2 separate regions of the Sus scrofa genome follow, and region 1 is linked to region 2. Evidence: chromatin contacts called from public HiChIP or PLAC-seq data. All regions are on one chromosome and are shown on one strand. Each heading gives the region's core, a stretch centred on a gene start, on an enhancer-like site or on the middle of the called end of the contact. The rest is flanking DNA. Distances are from core to core; before and after follow the strand shown.

Region 1 (6,438 bases), core at 2,685-5,184, 170 kb before region 2:
GGCCTTTATGATGGCCCAGGAGATCAAACTTAGGGCTCTTGCCAGGTGGGAAGTTAGAACTGAGACTCCTGCATGAAACCAGCCCCTCTGGAGGGAGGGGGGTTCATCCTCAGGAGCAGGTAGTCAGCTAACACCTGTGGAGGACAAAGGGCATGGACACGGGGACTTATTTTCTGGGTTGCTGGTGGTAGGATGAAAAGTCTTCCTGTGAGAATTTGTAATCATAGGTCTCGCTCCATCCAGTTCAGGTTTGAATTGGTATTACATGTGTGGACCAGGAAACCCCAAGCTGCCAAATTCACCTGATATAATTTGGGTTTGTTAGCCCCCCCATCGTAGTTGTCAAAACCAAGTGAGAATGATCTCTGGAGGGCTATATTCATAGCTCAAGCACTGAAAGATTCCTGTAAGTAAAACCCAGACATTCCCACACAAGTTTTTACCCGTAGTTACAGAACAGATGAAGCAAGTCACCATGAATGAAGGTCAGCAGAAACAACAAATAGAAGAATCAAACCCCAGGGTTTCAGATATAAGACAAATTGGGTGTATAATGTCTTTAGAATGTTAATAAAGTAAAACAAATTGTTAAAAAAAATGAGCAAGAAACACTAGTTTATAAACTGTATAGATATTTGGAGTTCTCATTGTGGCTCAGAGGTCATGAACCCGACTAGAATCCATGAGGATGTGGGTTTGATCCTTGGCCTTGCTCAGTGGGTTAAGGATCTGGTATTGCTGTGAACTGTGGTGTAGGTCACAGAACACAGCTTGGATCTGGCATTGCTGTGGCTCCCAATTCGACCCCTAGCCAGGGAACTTCCATGTGCCATAGCTGTGGCCCTGAAAAGCAGCGTGCAAAACAAAAATAAAAAACAAAAACAAAAACAAAAAAAATGTCCAGACATGTATAATAATTGAAAGTGAACAGACCGTATTTAGCATTGGGCATGTGCTTTCACAGCTTCTTTTTATCAAAAATCTCAAGGTAGCCGTTCTGAGTAAGGATACATCAAAGACAACATTATAAAAGAGGATTGAATGCACTATAATGTATTAGAAAACAGATGTGGGACCCAGGCAGGCTTTCATTTCCTGGCTATGTGACCTTGGGTTACTTTTCAACCTCTCGGATTCTTGGTTTCCTCTTGTGTACTCTGACCCCACAGGTTTGTACTGAGGGTTCAGTTAGTTTTTGTAAGGGTCTTGATTGCCCTTTTCCTTAGGCCTCCCTTGATTCTGGAGACTACCTCATCTCCCCCACCTCCTTCTCCCTGGGGAAGGGTCCTGCAGTTTCCTGTTTAATTACATTAGCTCCTCAGCTGACTGAGGGCGCTGTGTTCATAATTGCTAAGAGTTTCTCCTGGGACTTGAATGTGTTGAGCCAAATACATTCATCTGGAATCCAGTGGTGGAGCCTGGAGCCTCTGGGAGGAGGGGGCTGGGGTGGCTGAAAGGCAGGGCGCCAGCCAGAGGGGTCAGTTTCAGGTAGTGAGGCTCGGGCCGGGCCTCCCATCCACGGATGGTGATGGATGGCAGGGTGACTTTGTGAAGCCTGAGTGTGGTTAATATGGTGACAGATATGGATTTTGGTCAGATACAGCCTGCAAATCCTATCCCCAATTAACCTAATCCCAGCCCTTGGGAAATCTGAATTTTGCCTTGAACTTGAACTCTACTTCAGGGCTCAGGCCCAATCTGTTACAGTGGCCTGCAGGCATCCTGTGTCCTGTCCTCTTGGTCAGCTCTCCCAGAGGACAGGACCTGCCAGGACTGTCCCAGGGCCTGCGGGCCTCAAACTGTGGGGAAGGAGGATGGGAGGCACCTGGGTGGCGGGGTCCAGCTCTTCTTCCTTCCTTTTCTTTCTTGCCCTTTCCCTGCTGTCTCCTCTTTCACTTTGTTCTCCTCCATTCTTCTTCTACTTTCTTTATCCCCTCCCCCGCCCCCCGCTGCTTTTTTTTGGTCTTTTTCTAGGGCTGTACTCGCGGCGTATAGAGGTTCCCAGGCTAGGGGTTGAATCAGACCTGTAGCCTCTGTCCTACACCACAGCAATACTGGATCCAAGCCACGTCTGTGACCTACACCACAGCTCATGGCAATGCCAGATCCTTAACCCACTGAGGGAGGCCAGGGATCGAACCCGCAACCTTATGGTTCCTAGTTGGATTTGTTAACCACTGAACCGCAACGGGAACTCCTCTTTCCCCCTTATCTCCTTTTTCTTCTCTTTCTGATTGGCAGAGGAATACAGGAATATTTATATAATTTTTTTTTTCTGGGAAATGAGTATAGGGAGAATTTGGGGTTAGGTCTCATCTGGGCTTGCTTGGACCCAGGACAATGCTTGGCACACAGTAAGATTTTCAAAGCTGTCAAATGGGGTTGTCCTGGGCCTTGGAAAAGCTGCTGGATCTTCCCTGGTAGGAGTCCAAGTCATGACAAAGGAATTCTACCCAGGAAAGGCAGCAACAGTGAACCTGAGCAGCACTGGTTCTGGGAGGAAATGGCAGGTCCCCCCTCCCCAGTGACATGGGCCCAGCCCAACCTTGGAACTCGGCATGGTCAGGCCTGTGGATGATGTCACCTGCCTTCTGTGGGACAGCTGCAGCCAGCAGCAGGACACTCCAGAAATGCCAGCTGTAACTGGAAACTTAATTCTCAAATGCTTCCTATAGCATTCATGCGTGGCGAAAAATGCTTCTGCTGTGGGGCTTTTCAGGGGCTGCCCTGAATACTGGAGGACGTGAAGCCCCCATCTTCCCTGGGACAGGGCTTCTGGGGGTGGGATGCACGAACATTACCCAGGGGGCTTCAGCTTTGTGTCTGTGGGATTCCACTTCAACAAGCCTTCAGAACCCATGGGACCATTCGTAGGTAATACTTTTCAAGGCTTTTTTTTTTTTTTTTTTTTTTTTTTTTGCTATTCCATAAAAAAAAATATTTCCTTACTTATCTGCCTCTGCTGCCTAATCTTCTCTGGGCAGCAGGTGAACATAAGAGAAACAACACAAGAGAGGAAACAGACTTTAGAGAAGAGACTATTTTGTGGAGACACAGCAGCAGCCTTGCTCTATATGAGAAGGTCCGAAGTGGGGATGAGGCATCAGCTAGTTCTGTGTGTCCCCTGAGAAGAGAATGAGGGCTGGGAGGAGACCATGTCATCTTGAGATTCCAGTGGGGTTGGGGGCTCACATCTTCGCAGTTGCTGTGGCATAGCTGTGGTGCAGGGGACTTGCTCATAGCCCTCAGGTGTTAGAGTTTAGGTTCCAGCAGATGACTGTTAGCACGGTACCCCGAGAGTCACCTGTTACTGGCCCCGTGTCAGTCAAGCCCATTGCTAAATGCTCAACCAGTCAGCTCATGTCATTCTCACCACTGTTCCGCTGGGTGGGAATGCTGATGGTTTAACATCACTTTATAGGTGGGGGGAGATTGACTCACAAAGTGTCCAGTGACCCAAGTGTACAGATTGGTAAGGGGGGTGCTGAATGGCACCAAGGTTTTGTGACATCTGAGCCCCCACCCCCAGCCCTTAGCCACCAGGATTTACTTACCTGCATGGTTTTAGTGTTTCTTGAACCCACTGGCCCCTCTTCCACACTTTTTTTTTTACCTTCTTTTTATTGTAGTCTTCACTGTCACATTAACCTATTAGCTTATTTAATTGTTGGGAAGATAACACTTTGGGAAAACGTGCTCAGCAGGGAGATCTGTCCCTGCCTCCTCAGTGTTGATGTCCTTTAAGGGAGAGCCCACTGTGGGACTTGTCATCTAAAAATGGACTGGCTCAGCACTGCAGGGATTCAGGGGGGAGGAGACCACGTGCAGGAAGCTGGTGCCGCGGGTAGGGCAGGAGAACTAGAGGACATCTGAGGTCCTGTCCAGTGAGGATAGTCACTGAGTGTGGCCCTCGATGGAGTCCCACTGTTGTAGCGACAGAGCTGCCAGAAGCGTGACTCGTCTGGGGAGGTGGTGGCATCCTGGCCCCTCTCGCCACCTGCCTGAGTTACTGCCGTTGCCTCCTGGCTGCTCTGCCGGGTTTGCTTCACCCCCTTCCCTGGGCCGCCCTGTGCACAGCTGCCAAATTAGTCTCCGAATGCTGATTTCATGATGTCACTCTGAACTCCCTCCCCTCCCCTCTGTGCTCAGAAGCCACAACTCCCCTGATCCAAAAATCAAGGCCTTGCCTTTTCAACCTCCCCTTCCTCCTCTGTCCCCCGCAAACCCCACTCCGGCCTCGTCTACAGCATGCCCTGAGCAAGCCCTCACAGCATCCTTGCTCTTCTCTGGGGTTCCCTCCTCCTTCCCCAGGCATCCAAGTTCCTGTTCATTTGTTCTTTCACTCACTCAACTCTCCTGTGGTATGAGGTGGCGTGGTGCCAGGAAGAGGCTGGGAAAAGAGAGACATACAAGACTGCTCTCCTGCCCTTGAAGAGCTCTTGGTCTAGGGTCGGGGCATGTATGAAGGCGCCTTTGATCACTGTGGTAAGAGCTATTCCAGGCTGTACACAAAGCCTTCTCTTCCAGGAAGCCTTCACTGATTGGTCTGGCACAGTGAGCTTGTCCTTATTGGAGCACTAGGGATCCTAGTCTCTGTTGTTTGTCAGTGCCTTGTTTTGTGCCCTGAAGAATTCACTTTCTCTTATTGCCAGTACGTCTTGGACTTGATCTTAAAGGAAGAGACCACATTGTGCTGCGCACCATGTGCCTATTAAGAGGAGTGTGTGTGTGTTTATACTGGGATTCAATTACGAAGCACTTTCAAATTTGTGATACCTCCTGATTCTCATAATAACTGTATGTGGAAGGCAGGACGGATGTGATCAGCCTGGGTGTGCAGCATGGTAAGCTACTTGCTCACAGGCACACAGCTCATAAGTGGCAGAGCCAGGACAAAGGCCTGGGGTCTTAGCAGATATGTGCCACACAGCCCCACAAAGGATGGATGGATGGAGGGAGGGAGGGAGGGAGGGAGTGGACTCTCCCCTGGGCCTGCAGTGGGGTGTGGTTAGGGTAGGATGAGAGAGGGGAAAGGAGAGTTTTGCAGCTGAAATCCACGGCATCCATTAAGGAGTAGGGAGGTATGTGGGGTGAGTGGGGCTGGTCAGAGAAAGGGTGTTCTCCTAATTCTTAACCAGGCACTCCACTTTTTCTCTTTCACCATGGAGACTGAGAATAGCTGATAGAGCTGGAGTAGAAGGATTAGAAGGCTAGGGGGTGGGACTAAGTTTGGATTGGATGGGTGAGCAAAGAGCCGGTGAGCAAGGCCTGGGGACAGAGGCAGTCAGGGGACCTGTTGCCTTTCCCTGGAGTTGGATGAGTCCTTGGGTTTCCTTAGCACCCAAGGAGGAGGAAAAGCTTCAGGCCCAACCACCCAGCTTAAAATTTTCAGAATTCTGAGACTTCCCATTGGGGCTCAGTGATTAACTCAACTAGTATCCATGAGGATGCGAATTCAATCCTTGGCCTTGCTCAGTGGGTTAAGGATCCAGTGTTGGATGAGCTGTGGTGTAGGTTGCAGACACAGCTCAGAATCCATGTGGTGTAGGCCGGCATCTGCAGCTCCGTTGTGACCCCTAACCTGGGAACTTGCATATGCTGTGGGTGTGGCCCTAAAAAACAAAGCAGACAAACAAAAAATTCAGAATTCCATGCTGTTCTTTGTGGAACTGGAGATAGGTGTATAGAAAATGGAATCCCAGCTCCTTCTCACCTTGGCTATTGACTTTTGATTTTGCAGTTAGATCAGAGGTGCTGCGGCTGTGAACACTAGCTAGTTGGGATGCTTGGGCTTTTGAAGCTCAGCTGTTTGAGCTACCTACGTGTTAAAAAAAAAATTCTTACCTCGCTTTAACAAGAACAAAGTGTGTTTCTTTAGCCTAGGCTTGAATCAAAAATAGTTGAATTTTTTTTTTCTTTTTTTGCTCAAGTTTAAAAATAAAAAAGTCACCTCTGGGCTGAGATCAAGAATGGAAATTTTCAGTGCATAGGAGTAATTTTTTTTCCATCTGTTCTGGCAAGGGATGATAAGGCATTTTAATGGAAGGCTATGTGTAAACGTCAATTGTGAGTCCTGCTCTGTTACTGTTTTGCAGTGTCTGCTTGGTTAAGCTGTCTTCAACGAAAGCCCCCTCCCTTCCTCCCGCTACAACTGACTTTCAGAGTGTAGCGGAGACATGCGTAATTGAATATATAAGCAACTAATTGGAACAGGTAAAGGAGGTGGTGATTAAAATTAATAGAAACTTCAGCTTCTACAAAGGTGGTTTTACCCCATCAAGTGGAGGTTGGTACCCTAAAAGATGTGTGACTAAAAGCTTTAGATTGGGTAGTGACAAGTGTCTCATGTTAACTGCTAGGTCCAGGGAGTTGGCACTGGCAAGTGAGAATAAGGATGGGGACATTTCTGAGTTTTCATTATAAAAAAAAAAAACCAAA
Region 2 (5,552 bases), core at 2,553-5,052:
GTCACAGCTGCAACGTAGGTTGCAACTGTGGCTCCAATCTGATCCCTGGCCCGGCAATGCCATATGCTGTGGGGTGGCCAAAAAATAAAAAAAATAAAAAAAGAAAGAAAGGAAAAGAAGATTCCCTGGAAATTGAACAGAATATGTTTCTCATTCCCTTTTTGAGATTGTCCAGTGTGTATCACTGTGTAAGGCTGGAAGCAGAAAGCAGGAAGACTTTGGCCAAGCATTTCCCACTCCTGTTTCGGCGTGGAACCCTTTCCCCATGAAATGCCTATGGGCATTGCAAAGAACACATTTTGGGAAACACTGAACTCACTCAGGGATTGGGAAATTAACCCATAAGCTGAATCTGGCCCTCTGCCTGTTTTGTGCGGCTCACAATCTCAGGATGGTTTTTACATTTTAAAGTAGTTTTTAGGAGTTTCCTTTATGGCTCAAGGAAAACAAATCTGACTAGTATCCATGAGGTTGCAGGTTCGATCCCTGGCCTCACTCAGTGGGTTAAGGATCGGGCGTTGCCGCGAGCTGTGGTGTAGGTCGCAGATGCGGCTTGGATCTGGTGTTGCTGTGGCGTAGGCCGGCAGCTATAGCTACGATTTGACCCCAGCCTGGGAACCTCCATATGCCTTGGGAGTGGCCCTAAAAGGACAAAAAAAAAAAAAAAAAAAAAAAAAAAAAAAAAAAAAAAAAGAGTAATTTTTGAAAAATCAAAAGACTGTTTTGTGACGTGAAAATTACCTGAAATCAAATTTCAGTATTCATAAAGTTTTATTGGGATGTAGTCACACTCTCATTTACATGTTGTATTAGCTGTTATGGCAATACACGACAATAGCAGAATTGAGTAGTATCCAGAGTCCAAAGTATGCCAATGTAAACTGGTTATTGCTTGGTCCTGAAGCAATGCATTTGTCAAGGCCCAGACCAGATCATCGAGCTCCCCTTCTGCTCTGTGACTGGCCACTCTTAAGTGGCCAACAGGACTTGTTTCCACGGCACAAGGTAATAGATAAGATGTACCATCCAGCCCGTTCTTGTAGAGACCTTCTGCATTATTTCCACAAACTCAAATAAGTGATTCGGGAGAGATGGGGATACAAAGACGAGAGCAAGGTGAGTCCCCAGTTTCCACAGCTGGCTCTGCATGGGAATGTCCCCTTCCCCAGGTCAGTGAACTGTGTCTGGGAATTCTGTGGCAGGGTTTCTTTCTGTCTCACCCTCCACTGCCTGCATCCCCCACAGTCAGTGTACCTCAGGCCCCGCCCAGCAGCCCAGTGTCTAGTCCCTTCCATGGAGGAAACCCCTAGTCCAGACGTGCAGGCCAGAGTCTCAGCCGTGCTGGCTGCCGGTCCACCGGCCCTGCGATCTGTGTGCCAGCATCTCCACCACGTTCTGTAAAGAGCAGCTGTCTGGTGTGTTGGCGCCTCTGACCTCCTGGTGAAAATGAAGGAAAGTTTCAGAAATCAATCCTCAGACAGCTCTGGAGAGAAGTGCCTCCTGGCCCGGGAGCAGTGCACTTCATCCTTGGTCCCCTGGCCTCTGGGCTCCAGTGGCAGTACTTCTGCAGCTGCTGCCTCTCTCCTCTGGGGATTCTGGGGGAGTGGGTGCCTGTTTGTTCTTCTGCCTCATCCGTCCATCTGTATACTCATCTACACCCACTCATCCGTGCGTTCAACCCACATCCCTCGGTTGGCGTTTCCGGGCACACAGAATTGAAGGCAGCACCCACTCAGAGGATATCCAATAAATAAGGCAGGACGCACAGGGCCTTCCGTGGCCTCAGTTTGCTCTGTTTTGGCTTCTGTGTCTGGGCTGGGAGATGGGAGCCCAGCCCCTTGGCTGACCCAGCATTGTCTGAACCGGGCTCCTATTTTCTTTTGCTCTCCATCTGGCTCCTAGTGTCTCTTATTGGATTGGAGCTGACAAGGAGAGGAGGCGGAGCATGAGCATCACCAGCTCCTGCCCTTCCTCTCTCTGTGGGTCGTGTATCCTTGGGAAGGGAGGCTGAGCCCCTTGGCGTGTGGGGAGGGGGGGCACGGTGGTTCGACAGCGTGGTTAAGAACCCCACCTCTGCGGTCATTCTGCTGAGTCTCAGCCCACCCCTCTCTAGGCCTCTTACCCTGGGCTAGTTGCTTCACCTTTTGGTGCCTGTTTTCTCATCTGTTCAATAAGCATAATTAATAGCAGTCTCTGCTTCTTCATGCTGTCTGGAGGACTTGATGCACCAATCTATGTAAAATGTTTAGAATAGTGCCCGTTATGTGATTGGTGCTTAATAGGCATTAGCTTTTATTACTTTTATTATTGTCATATGAGTCTATTTGACAAGTCATGGAGGAAATGTGCTGGGATGATGAAACAGAGAGGGTAGGGAGTGGAGGATTAATCCTCTCCTGTGACGGGGAGGGGAACAGTCTCAGACCCACCAAACTCAGATGTGGTTTCAGAGGGCTGAGCCAGCTCTGGGCATGGCCGTCTGAAAGGGGCCTGAAAGCACCCCAGGAACCAGGTCAGGGTGCAGCCTGCTGCAGGTTCGGTCCATGCACACAATTCTGGCCCTGGCATTTCTGAAGCTAGCCCAGGCTAGCCTGACTCATCCTTGTCAAGTTGGCCAGGAAATTCTCACTCCATAAAGCTGTCCTGAGCTGGCTGGGGACCAGAGGGCCAGTGGGCTGGCTGGGTGCTCCCTGGGAGCTGTGCATTGTCGGTGTATGTGTCACAGGAAACAGCCTGGCAGGATGACAGATGAGTCTGGTGGAAGGAGGGTCAAGTGTACTCACTGTGGTCCCCGTATCCAGTCCTCCTTGGATGTGGGGTGAGGCCAGCACAAGGCTGGTTTCAGAGGGCATGTCAGCGCCCTCTGACATAGGGCAGTGTCTTTACTGTCCATTTCAGTGGACAGCAAGCACAAATCCATCAGAAGGATGCAGGAGAGTGTGTTGAGTCACCAAAGATAAGGACACAGGTTCTCCTGTGCATGCCAGGCCTCTCCTCTGAGCCATTAACCCACTCCTGCAAACATTCTGGGAGTACCTGTGAGGTGTCAGATGAGGCACTGGACACATCTGGTTTTTCTAGTGAAATCTGCAAAGTGAAATCATCCCAAGTGTTGAAAGTGAAGTGTTAGGTTGCATTTTGCTACAGTCCTTTTGGGTTGCAAGGTTTTTGAAGCAGTTTGGTGGTAAATCAGAGCCTGTGACTTCTCCATCAGTGTTTGGACAGGTCTCGGAGCCCAGTTCTTCTAATCCCGATCTCACATCCCGTGTCTTCCTGCTGCTGGACGCAAGGGGCCTAAACAAATGCATTTATATGACCAGTGTTGCCCTACCTCCCTCCGTTTTTCCTTCCTCTTTACCTCTCTCCTTTCCTTTCCCCTCCCCTCCCCTCTCCTCCTCCTCCTCCCTCCTCCCCTCCTTCTCTCCTTTCCTTTTCTCCCTTCCTCCCGGCCAATAAAAGCTGCCCCCCCCCCAACTCCCGGGCTTTGTGGGAAACAGAACATCTGTATTTGGAGCCCATCATCCTGGGCTGTGGGACAGGGGTCTCACCTAGCTTATCCCCCAGGGCCTTTGGGGACTGCTGATGGTTTGGCAGCCCCCTATTAGCCAGAAAAATAGCCTGGTGGACTGAGACTCTTTTTGGAGCCTCCATTTCAGCTGCGAGGAAGTTTGTTTAGCAGAGAGACTCAAAAATAGAGAGGATGATGAGAACAGAATCGCCAGCCATTGGTCGGTGCCAGGGAGCACGTGCCTGGAAAGGCACCCTGGGGACCACACGCGAGCTGATGCTTCCAAGTTTCGTGTACTTGGCTATGTTTAGGAGGAGGCAGACTGACTCGTGCCTCCAAGCCCCACACCTCCCAAAGTGGTGCATTAAGAGCCCCATTTTTAGGGTCTGGGTCCAGAATGAGGCTTTTTCCAGAAAAACAACTCCTTCAGATGAATATCAACAACAGAAATCTGCCATTTGCCCTAAAATTTTTTTTTTATTGCTGAAAACATTCCCTCGTGTTTGAGTAGTGAGGGAACTAGGGCAGGACAGTGCTCCTCAGTCTGAAGGAAATTAGGGCACTTGAAAACTCAATTAAATGCACCCAGGCCTCTTAAGTACCAGGGCTGTCTTTTTGCTCATTTAGTTAATTGTGGTTCATCAAATTGACCCGGTGCTGACACGGAAGGTAGCTTGGAGCTGGGGAGCCAGGGGCCCATTGGAATGGAAGTGTGATTCCTGGTACACAAGCCTCTGGAAATGCAGACCTTTCCCGAGGACATCCAGGTGACCCGTAAGCTGTACCTGTACTGTGCCTCCTCTCTGGGCAAGCAGACCTCTGGGCCTTCCTTGTTGGCTGGAGGTGGGTTAATCCAGAAAGTAAATGGACTGGGTGTACTGGTTTCTTGCACCTGTGGAGAAGCCAGGATCCAGTTCCTTAGTCTGAAAGGTTGAGAAACCATCACCTTCGGAGTGTGCTTTAGTGAAGAGGCTGAATTTTGACCTTTCCCCAGTTTTTTTTTTTTTTTTTTCTTTTCTTTTTGGCATTTTATTTTCTTTTACTCCTTGGTGGCTGTTGGTGGAGCAGCTGTCCTGAGGGAAACAGGGAGCAGCGTGTTGAAGGAGAGAGAGGAAGACAAGGCCTTGTTCCCACACCACCCTCCCTCAAATCCGGGCTTCGCTTACACTAAAAATAGCTTGAAACAGGCTGAATCACAAAACGGTGGCATTTCAGAGGGCACAGGCTGCTGGCTCTCTGGCTGCCACACGAGCCTGCTGGGTGTATTGGCCTCTGAGCCTCAATGTGCACAGGAAGGCGTGGGGTGGAGTCCTGTTGGGAGGGGTCCAGACCTTCCTCCTCTGTGTCAGGCTAGATCTGTCTGGAGTTAGCTCTGTCAGCTGGGCACTCACAGAGCCTCCTGCCTGGGCTTATGCCCCAGGGGGACAGATAACTTATTGCAGAAGAGATCTGCCATGTCCAGGAGCCCATTACCCACCCCAGGCACCTGCGTGGCCTCCTGGAGAAGCTTCTATGAGCCAGGAGGTAGGCAACTTGGTTGCTTGGCCACCTTTGACCTCTTCAGGAAAAAAGCTTAGATCAGAGAGCAGGCAAACAGCTTACTCACCTAGCCTTGTGCAGTGTGTCGATCTGGGCCTTGGGGATATAAGAATAGAGGTGACAGAAGTTCCCACTGTGGCTTAGTGGGTTAATGGTCTGCTGTTGCCGCAGCTGTGGTGTAGGTTGAAGCTGCGGCTCAGATGTGATCCCTGGCCCAGGGACTTCCATGTGCCACAGTTGTGGCGGAAAAAGAGGTAACAATCACGTCCTCTCATCTGAGGAACTGTGATCAGTGGAAAACTGGGTTCTTAATACAGGCTCTGCCATAACCTCTCCAGTGACCTCGGACACGATAAATCCCTTTCAAGGTCTTGGTGTCTCTGTGGATAATTGAGGGAGTAGCAATGGTTTGTTCTCTTGCAGCCCCAAATGTTTCTTTGTTTTCTCATTCCCTTTGCTGTCCTTCAGTCAGCAAAGGAAGGAGGAGTTTACCTTAGACCTGTTG

Evidence for each region. HiChIP or PLAC-seq counts read pairs in DNA pulled down with a chosen protein or histone mark.
Region 1: an H3K27ac HiChIP or PLAC-seq map of skeletal muscle shows a contact between it and region 2. The contact joins two enhancer-like sites. A contact is called at or near these places in 1 of 47 Hi-C or Micro-C datasets (embryonic fibroblasts) and 1 of 2 datasets of contacts at active chromatin or transcription factors (skeletal muscle).

Annotation. Positions count from the first base shown.
Region 1 is chr14:80,034,232-80,040,669 of Sscrofa11.1, reverse strand. The region is part of intron 1 of KCNMA1 (potassium calcium-activated channel subfamily M alpha 1); the gene reads left to right. Among named protein-coding and RNA genes, the nearest start is that of KCNMA1, 69 kb to the left of the region's middle. Within about 2 kb of position 3,934, at least 7 of the 83 cell types and tissues checked have an H3K27ac peak or open chromatin away from gene starts, as enhancers often do. A contact at or near this core is called in skeletal muscle, where this site is marked.
Region 2 is chr14:79,861,486-79,867,037 of Sscrofa11.1, reverse strand. The region is part of intron 2 of KCNMA1 (potassium calcium-activated channel subfamily M alpha 1); the gene reads left to right. Among named protein-coding and RNA genes, the nearest start is that of KCNMA1, 240 kb to the left of the region's middle. Within about 2 kb of position 3,802, at least 10 of the 83 cell types and tissues checked have an H3K27ac peak or open chromatin away from gene starts, as enhancers often do. A contact at or near this core is called in skeletal muscle, where this site is marked.